Regions from separate parts of the Eptesicus fuscus genome. Here region 1 is linked to region 2. Evidence: chromatin contacts called from public Hi-C data. All regions are on one chromosome and are shown on one strand. Each heading gives the region's core, a stretch centred on a gene start, on an enhancer-like site or on the middle of the called end of the contact. The rest is flanking DNA. Distances are from core to core; before and after follow the strand shown. Region 1 holds the start of LOC103300583 (cytochrome c oxidase assembly protein COX18, mitochondrial). Region 2 holds the start of ANKRD17 (ankyrin repeat domain 17).

The links. A called contact is a pair of places that touch in the nucleus more often than the background predicts.
Region 1: a contact with region 2 is called in a Hi-C map of muscle, with 4 times the contacts expected there. The contact joins the promoter of LOC103300583 here to the promoter of ANKRD17 in region 2. A contact is called at or near these places in 2 of 2 Hi-C or Micro-C datasets (liver and muscle).

Annotation. Positions count from the first base shown.
Region 1 is chr2:71,756,120-71,761,126 of DD_ASM_mEF_20220401, reverse strand. It overlaps LOC103300583 (cytochrome c oxidase assembly protein COX18, mitochondrial), which reads right to left and starts at 1,489. Exons shown (of 6, transcript XM_054728462.1): 1 at 1,079-1,489; 2 at 1-75. The coding sequence starts at 1,420.
Region 2 is chr2:71,585,195-71,589,957 of DD_ASM_mEF_20220401, reverse strand. It overlaps ANKRD17 (ankyrin repeat domain 17), which reads right to left and starts at 3,499. Exons shown (of 33, transcript XM_054728438.1): 1 at 2,935-3,499. The coding sequence starts at 3,354.

The sequences.
Region 1 (5,007 bases), core at 240-2,739, 170 kb before region 2:
CTGTTTTGCACGAACTGCAACTTCATGGTTAAGGTGTTGGGCAATATTTTTTATTTCTGGTTGCAAATTTTCCACCTAGCTAAAGAAAAAGTAGAATTTGTTATGAGCACATAAAGGATCTTTATTTATAACCACTCATAGTTTTATTTTCTATTCCCTCAACTCATTTACAATTTTTGTTTACTGCCCAGCCAGAGTGGCTCAGGGAATTACAGTGCCGTCCGGTTCCCACTGGAAGGTTCTGAGTCCCAATCCTAGTCAGGGCATGTACTGGGTTGCCAGTTCCATCCCCAGCCCATCAGGCCAGGCTGCATTTGGGAGGCAACCAATCGATGTTTCTCTCTCCCACTGATGTTTCCATCTCTCTCTCTCTCCCCACCTCCTCCCTCCCTCCCACAGTGTCTGAAATCAATGGGAAAAAAATATATCCTCGGGTGAGGATTAAAAATATATATATATGGTTTACTGAGCATGTCAAAAAACCTTAAGTCTAAGCATAAGATGTTAAATTGCTTAAGATATCCTGTTACAACCAAATCCAAATTCCGGATTATACACTTAAGCTACGTGCCATTGGGCAGGTTACTTCACCTCTAGGATCCGGTTCCCTCGTAAATAAAACGTGCAACAGTGCCTACTTCACAGGGTTATTGTAAGGATTAAACGAGAACTGCACCTGCACTTTCATGTTTCATCCCCGGCTTTCCCAGTACCGGAAACTGAGGAAATAGAAGTGTATTAGTTAAATCGTTAATTTTTTCTGTGACAGCAACCCCCAAAATTGTGCATTTTTATCTGCCCCGTGTTGATTCTGTAAAGTAACTCACTGCCTTAACTTTTCTGCTCCTCATTCATTTCTCTAACAAGGTTAGTCACCGCTCCTGCTTTGCGCACAAACCCAGTAGGGTAAACGAGATGGCTGGTGCCTGTATCACTAACCATCTCTTACTCCTCACATCCAATGCTAGGCCACCTTCCGGGCACGGAAGTGGTCACGACCAGGAACCCTAAGCACTCCGGCGGTCCGCCGTATCTTACTGAGGCCGGCCGCCTCCGGGCGCGGCGCGGCGCCCCTCACCTTGGCCAGGATGTAGTGCTGGTAGGCCGCTAGGGGCAGCGTGACGGCGCCGCGCAGGGCCACGGTGGTGAAGAGGATGCTGCCCCACCAGGGCAGGCCCGTGACGCCGTGCGCGGCGAGCAGCATCTCCTCCGCGCCTTGCACAGGCGCCGAAGCGGCCAGCGCCTCGTACCAGCCGCCGGCGCCGCCCGGGTTCACTGCAGACACAGAGGCCACCGCCCACGCCGGCAGAGCCGAGGGCTTGGCACCGCAGGTCGGGACCGGAGCAAACTGCGGGCCCCAGGCTCCAGGCTGCAGGCCAGGCAGCGGCCGCAGCCACCTACCGCCAAGCCGGCACAGCATGTGTGCGCCAGGGCTGAGCCCGAAAGGCGGGCTTCGCAAGCTAGCGGCAGGTACAGGTCCGTCGACCCCGCGCGCATGCGTCGGCGACCCGGGAGCGTCCGGTGGGCGCGCGCCCGCCCTCAGCCACCGTTGACCTTCCCGGTCAAGTCAGTGACGTTCGCGTCGCACTGGAAATGACGTAGAAGATGGGGAAGTCCCGCCTTCCCCACGCGGCACTGGGCAGGCCTACTGCGCACGCAGGAGATTTTCCCGCTGCTGGCGTGGACCTGCTCAGAGGCTGGACCGGAAGTGCAGAGGCGGGGCCTTTCTAAAGTCAGTCTTCACCGTGTGCCTTTTCATTATTTTTTTTTACCTAACCGAATTGTGTCATTTTAATGGATTAAGCTTGGGGGGGTGGGGGGGGGGGAGGTTGTGGCCATAATGTGGTTCCCACCTCTTTAGGTGCATCCTGATTGCTTCCGCTAGGAGCTAGATTATACTGCCAGAGCCTACACGTGGCTGAAATGCCACTTTGGAGAGAGCCATGTGTTTCTGACCAATCCTGCTTTAATCAGCACCGCTTATGTACCAGGCACAGTTCGTTCAGTCTGGGCTCATTTGTTCCAGTTAGAATTTTTAACCCCACCTGCAAACTGAGTTTCCTTCGCTTTATCTTTTCTAATACATAGCTATTAACATAAAAATATCCAGACCTGTAAAGAATTTTTGTGAGGTTATTTGAACCAAACTGGACAATTTCCAGGAAGTAAATTTCAAATATTGGGGTAATGCTCCAGAGAATGGCTGTTTTTCGTCTATTTTTATACATTGATTGGGTGGGTTACATGAAATCTATTGGTGATAGAGTGGGAGAAAGCAAAGCAGGGAAACCTCTGGGAGGAGATAGTTAACCGTAAACAATTAACATAACAGTAACAATGAAGGAGCTTGTGGTCTCCCATCCTGGTGCCCAGGGCATTTGGTTGTGGCCTGAGGTGTCTGGAAAAAAGGGAAGTTACAAGTTACCCAGACATTTCAAGGATATGTTATCATAGATGTAAAAAGACAGACAGGCTCAGTTAAGGTAGAGGTTGACCTTGTCAGTGAAGATACCGGCCTAAGACATAACTGCCCACCATAACTACTTTCAGTTAAAGTTTAATTTCAGACCATCCTTTGTGGTTACTTTAGGTCTCTGGGTTTGCAAGACCACCATGCAGGCCTTCCCTGAGCTTGTCAGGTTAGCATGTGGCCCCTTTCATCAACATAGCAAAACTTATATTGAAGGTCAAATACCATTTCCTGAGTTAAGAGGAATTATCACTGGCAATACGGTGAATTTACTAGAGCTTACATTATCCTGTGTAAGCTTTCCAGTCTGAACAGCAACATTAGGTGTCTTCTGGTTAAAAGGAATACACCAAATCTTCATGGACTAATTTTTAGTATTGTTGCTGGTAACAGTAAACTGGAGTGACAATGAAGGACTTTCCACAGAAGGGTCACCACTAGACTTAGGGGCCAAATTGTGTTTTGTGGAATAAAATGTTAATCAAAACAAAGAAGCCTCTGATAAATGTTGGGGTAATGTCAAATTGCAGCAACTAGTAAGTACTGTTGGGGGTGGCGGGAAGGGCACAGGTGTTAGACCTCTGGGGTCAGGCCATACTTGGGTTCAGCGACCTTGGTTCTTGGGTTCTGGCTATGACAGAATTCAGAGCGAAGACTCAAACTATAAGAGAACATTTATAAAATCATGGAGGTGGAATAAGTAATTTGTACGAGAAATTAGGCTTAGGAAACAAGTTACAGAAGTAAAGGAAGGGCCCTTGGAGCTTAGAAGTGAGGAAAGTAAAGGGGATACAGGGGGCAGGAGGAGGCCAAGGTGTGCTCCTGGGAGGGAGAGCCCTCTGGGTCCCCTGTCCTCAGGGTTTCAAGGGTGGAGATTTTAGGGGAGGTCCCAGAGGGAGATCTCAATAGAACCTTCAGCAGCTTTCCTGGTCTGTCCTTTCAGGGTCCTGTCTCCACTGATTAGTTGGTTGGTGCCAGGGCAGGGGGTCATTTTTCAATGCAGCTGGTCCTGAAGTCAGCCATGGCTTTGCTCCTCTGGTTTTGCTGTTTTAGGCCTTGAGCTAAAATACAACTGAGGTCTAGATATTATCTCTAGGTAGGAAAGGTCAGGGGGTCCAAACCACAAGACCACTGATATACTAGTGAAAGGGTTAACTTAAAATGCAGGCAGATAGGGCAGGGGTCCAGTGGAAAACAAAGGCAGGGGAAACAGGCAGGGGCAGATATGGCAGTTTGAGCCAGCCTAACCACAGGAACCAACCAAGCAGGAATAATAAAATGTTTCTGGATTCAAAATGGGAGGCATGGGAAAACAAGGGAGGACCTGTAGCAACAAGAAGTACAAACACATAGAAACAGGGAAAGTTTAGGTCCATTGCTGGGCAAGAACAATTGAAGGAATCAATCAGGTGACGACACAGATATAGAAACAGGCGTGTAGCAAATATATACCCCTGGACTATAAGGCTTTAATGGGCAGCTCATTATTGGGTCCCCCTCCCCTTGTGGGGAGTCTGAATCTGCTTGAAGTACATTTTCAACTTTTGCTTAAATCTACTGGTCTGCATGGCTCATTTGGTGTCCTGAGACACGACCCCAGGAAAACACCGTGGCTCACTTTCCCAGTCATCACTAGGGGAGGAAAGGCCACCCTGAGGACGAGGTCTTCCCCCCCTGGTGACTTTCTGTACCTGGCACATCATCTTGCTTATGTCTAACTGCCTACTACAGTACCAGTCTTCTCTGGATCTTATCTTCCTTCAAACTGATAAATTTATGTATGAATTGCTAAATGTGTTTAAATACACGCATCCCAATATATGGTATATATAAACAAAGTTCTGCGGCACACCAGAAAAATTATTTTTTGCTGATTTGACAAAAAAAGTGTAATTTTTATTCACTCACACTGGATGGCTATTGTGTTGGCTATTGTCATTTTTATATTTAACAAGCTAAGAGATCAGTGCTTCTGAATAGTCAGGTATTGCATATTTTAAAAATTCTTGTGACACACGGGCTTTAAATTACTGTTTTAAGTTAAAAAAAAAAAAAACCGGTTGCTTTAAAAAAATATTTTTTTGTTCTTAAAATGTATTGCTGTTGTTATAATAGTGGAAACATTTTAAATGGAAATATCTTCACCTACAGGTTGTGGAAGAAGTGACTTCCACTGCATTCTTCTCCTCCTCAGAGAATTGTTGACATTGGGAGTTGGTCCTTACACAGTGGCACTGAAGATTAGGTACTAAGACTTAAAATCCAAGAGACAGGAAATTGATTTAAAAATACCCTAAAAACAAAAAATCCTTATTCATTCACTATTCATATAATCTAAATCAAGAGTTTTCAGGCTATTGCTCAGATCCCTAAGACTTCCTACTGTGGAGCTGTATCAGGGGTCAGGACTGGGATCTCTTCAAACAGTGTAGGCCCACCTTTTCTGCTACTCATTGGGGTCACATATTCTCATCTTAGTGTTCCATTTGAATATTGTAATCTAAATGAAATTTATAAATATTTAACTTGTTTATTTT
Region 2 (4,763 bases), core at 2,250-4,749:
GAAAACAGAAATGTATTTCCTAACATAAAAGCTGTTAGGAAATACATTTCTGTTTTCCATATTGGTCAGTTACCCACTGAAAGACAAGATAATTACACCTATTTCCATTTTTGATCTAAGGTTTTGTATCAAATGGGGAGGGAAGAGGAAGAGCTCTTGGTCTTATGTTTTTGTTTCCAGGTATATCCAAAGTTACACCAATTACCTAAAATATAATTATTCTATTCTGAAATGCTGAACAGAAAATCCCATTTCAATAACCTGTTTTAACATTTAATAAGAATTAGATACTTTTTCTTCGACACTCAAATAAAGCTATTTCCATTGCACTGCCTCTCCTTCCAACTTTTCCTCTTTCAGCAGACAGAATATACATCTAGCATTTCTTTATAGCAAATGTAGTTATGTTATCCTCCACCTTTTCAAATTAAATACCCCAAAACCATAACTTTTTATATTCCTCTTTAACCTTGTGATGATTTTTAATGGAACGATAATCTCAAGAATCATGTTATCCACTTTTTTCACTATGTAGCTAATAACATAATGAATTCGAAAAAGGACTTAAATACAAGTATTAGCCACAAAATTTCCTAGCACTAGAAATTTAAACTTCTGTCGATATGTCAATAAAATGATAATGAAGTGAAAAACATTGCACAAGTGATCCATTTAGCTTATAACATATAGTGACCATGAGGTTTATTTCTTTATTTAGGTCAAGGATGGAGGCAGCTGTAGACATACTGTACTCCTTTCTGTCTGCTCATCCCTCATCATGTATCTCTATAGATTAATGGTTGCACTTTCTTACATTTATCTTTTGACTCACTGTCATAACAAATGGCAAACCAACTATACAGAACAAAGTAAATTAAAAATAAACATACTCCTCTAATTGATAAAATTCAACATATACCCATTCCTGTGTTTTTTAAAGGAAAACCTACCTAACTCACAAAATAAGCACACCTACAAACTTAAGACTTTTCTATTTGATGTAAGAGATAACTCAAAGTTTTGCTTATCAGATCAAAATCCAATGGACTAAACTACCTAGGTATGTGAGGTTTGCAGCATAATATTCCAGTAAGTAATGCATTCAACTTGACAATGAGTTCCAAACCAGAGCTTGATATTTTGTTAGAGAATTTAAAATCTTAACATTGGTATTTTACCCACAATTACATGATTGTGTTACCATGCAATTCACTGCTTATTTTTTGAAAGAGGTCAGGAAGGGAATACAAAGAAGTTGCAAAAAGTGTCTGAACCATTAGAAAACTTTGATTTGTATTTTTGCTACTACCCACCACAATCAGTTTCCTCTAAGCCTTGTTTCTTAATCAATAAGAGTTGAACTAGGTTTCTCTAAAATGTTTCTCATCCCTGTGAAGAACCATGCAACTGAAAGTTCTACCTACTATAATAGATTTTATTGAAAACAGGATCCCATCACATCCCTCTTTTCAATGTTCCAAATGCAGCCTGAACAACAACTATCCTGAAACATCCAACTAGGTCAATACAATATCTATCAATACAAATCAATCCATAGAATTCAACAGGTTAGTGGAATAGCAGGAAATGTCCATCTCTTTGGTACACATACTTGAACTATTACTTCTCTACTTATATAACGTCATCCTGTCTGAGGTAAAAGAGAAACTGGTCTTCTACTAATAGACAAGTCTCAAGCTCTTTAAAGGGTATTTCTCTATTTGAACAGCATCCAAGATTCAATAATGCAATTTTCAGAAAAAACAGCCTTGCACCAAGTTAAGCTCTATGTTTGCAAAACAGAATAATTGGCAAGTGGTATTTCTAGACAATTCAGTTGTTCTCTCATAACTAAATTTATAACCAGACTTGAAAGCTGTTTTCCTTCAGCTGCCTTAAATTACAACTTCTTTACTCATATCAAAATTTCCTAGCTTCCATTTCAGAGAGTGCACAAGAGTTACAAAAAGAAAAGAAAAAAGAAAAGAAAACCTGCTAACCAGTAAGGCTAACCCTTAAGTTTGTTGTCAGCATGGTATGTTTTACTGAACTTTGGGGTTACACGGCCTCCTGTGAAGAACGAGGTCCTGCAACGCCGCCTGTCTGTGGACCCAGGAAAAATTACAAACAGTTATGAAACCAGATCACTAGGACAAACCAAGAGGCCTTCCTATTCCAACTCACCACAACCAAGCCTGGCTCCAAGTAGGCACTTTAGTTGCCCCATATCATCTGGAAAACATAACCTAATTCTTCCTCACTAAGGAAGCACTTGAAGAGGTAATGTGAATGCACAATGCAAGCATCAAATGTACTTTTCATCCTCTGCATTTTACATAAATGTATATGGACATAAGATCAGTTTATGCAAAAGCCTTGAAATATGGAGGAAGTGAAGGTTACTTCGGCAGCCACAATTACGAAAAAAACCTGTGGCAGAATATGGAAAAGTACAGCCTCTCACGTGCCTCTCACATACACAAACACAACTCTAAATCCATTACAAGCTTACCTCCCCCCCAAAACTGCTCCTCGAGCCTCACAATGGGGAGAAATTTACCAACTTCCAGTCATTCCCCCAGAGACTCGCCTATCCATCATCTTCCTCCTGCAGGTTTGCTCCCGCCCCCGCCCCAGGCCGACCCCACCGGGTGTTGCCAATAGGGAATCTAACCAATTTTTCCCATCCCAGGGTAATGAACTGTTCCCTAACTCCGTGGACTCTGAGGTCCTCCCACCCCCACGTGTCAGCTACCCTCCCCCACAGCCCCACACCTCACGATTTAGGCCGGGGAAAGAAAGAGGGCAGGGGAAGCCTGGTCCCCTAAGATAAATCAACCCGCAGGAATCTGTCCCACCGCAAGTGCCCTCCCACCTTCGGCCCCTACCCTTTACGGTCCCTTCCTCCCTCCTCCCTCGAAAGCAGGCCCTTGCCTCAGAAACCTCCTCCTCTTCGTCGTCGTCGTCCTCTTCTTCCTCGCTGTTGTTGCTGCTGGTGCCGCCGCCGCCTCCGCCGCCGCCGCCGCCGCCGCTGTTGTCGCTGTCGCTGCTGCTTTCGCTGCTGCTGGGGGGTCGGCAAGTCCGGTTTCGCTTGGCCTTGTGGTGCTGCTGCTGCTGCTGCGGCGGCGGCGGCTTCTTCTTGAGGAGCAGGTCGCAGACTCGCACCATCCCACGAGGAGAAGAGGCCGAGCGAGCCCCGCCGCCGCCGCCGCCGACCTCCGCCGCCGCCGCCGCCGCCGCGGGGGGGCCCGCCACAGCCGCCGCCGCCGCCGCCGCCGCCGGGGGGCTCCCTTCTCCTTCAGCAGCAGCCGCCGCTGCCGCCGCCGCCGCCACCGGAACCGTCGCCTTCTCCATCCCCAGGGAAAGAGGGAGGGCGCGGACGGGGGAGGGGCGTGGGGGCTACGCTCTACCGCGACTTCGGCTGCACCGGGGCCAACACAGCGCTCGGTGCCGCCTCCGCCGCCACCGCCTCGGTCACCTCTACTGCCGCCGCCGCCGCCGCCGCTCCGCCAGCTCTCACCTCGTCTCGCGATACTAAGGGCGGGGAGCCTGGCGAAGGGAGGGAGGAGAGAGCGTAAGGGAGCAAGGAGGGCGGGGGGGCGGTGAGACGTACAGGAAGACCCGGGTGTCGGGACACTCGGAGGAGAGGAGACTACCGTGCAGCGAGGGCAGCGCGCCTCGGACGACTTCCGAAGGGGGACAGAGCGGGGCCGCGGACACTGCCGTGGCGCCCGCGAGTGCCCCAGTTTCTTCTCTCTCCTCGCTGTTTCCCTCACTCCCTGCACTCAGCCGTCCCGTCTTCCTTCCCCACTTGAGCCCTGAACGCCGCCGCGGGCGGAAGTATTCGTGACGCCATCAGCCGGCGCCCGGACGGTGGCGCGCGCGTGGACGAAAGGGAGATTTCAAGGGCCAGTGCCCGGCTTCCCCCGGGCTGGCTGCGCCTCGGCGTGTGGCCCGGGCTGCGAGGAGCGGCTCCCGGCCGGGTCGGCGCTGGGGCGGAAGCGCGGTCCAGACACTGGGTTAGCGGGAGGCCCGGACCTCCAGATCCGGGAGATGGGGCCTCGTTTTGCACTGTTGTGCACAGTTTCGTTCCTGCCTCCTTCCCCTCCCCCCCCCCCCCCCCCCCCCCCCCGCCACTCGCGGCCAAATCGTAAGTTAGCGCTTTGGCTCTTGAGAGATGGCACTGGGGTAAGGGAGAGAGCCCTCTTTGCCTGGTTTAAGTCTCGGGCCACACTTCCTGAACCTGAGTTTACGCTTGTGTAATATGGAGGAGTTCGATTAGGTGATGTGTGATCACGACAAAGCTGAAAGTTCCAAAGGGGAGAAGAAAACAAGATCGATCGGGGCCAGACTTTGCAGACGATTCACGGGAGGACCCCCGGTTTAGTGCTTCCACCCTTCACCGAGTCAGCTTTTCCCTGTGAAGGGTGCATCATAAACACTCAACCGTGTCCCTGCACCTCTTTGAAGGAATATTGTGATGGGGGTTGTGAGGTTATGGTTGGTGTCTAAAGAACCTCCAGGACTTTCGAAATAATGGCGTGGTTTATTAAACACGGAATTACCGTTTTCTGATCCAGTAAAAGCACAGTGGCATAAGGTAAATGAAGCAAACATCAAAGGCAGATGTACTGGCACAAGATAAGTATGTCTCAGCTGACATAGTTGTCATCTTAAGACTGCTAAGTTTAGCAATTTTTTGGAGTTTTTTTTTTTTTTCTTTTTAACATTAGCATACCGAATGAAATGTGGGCAGTTGCCAG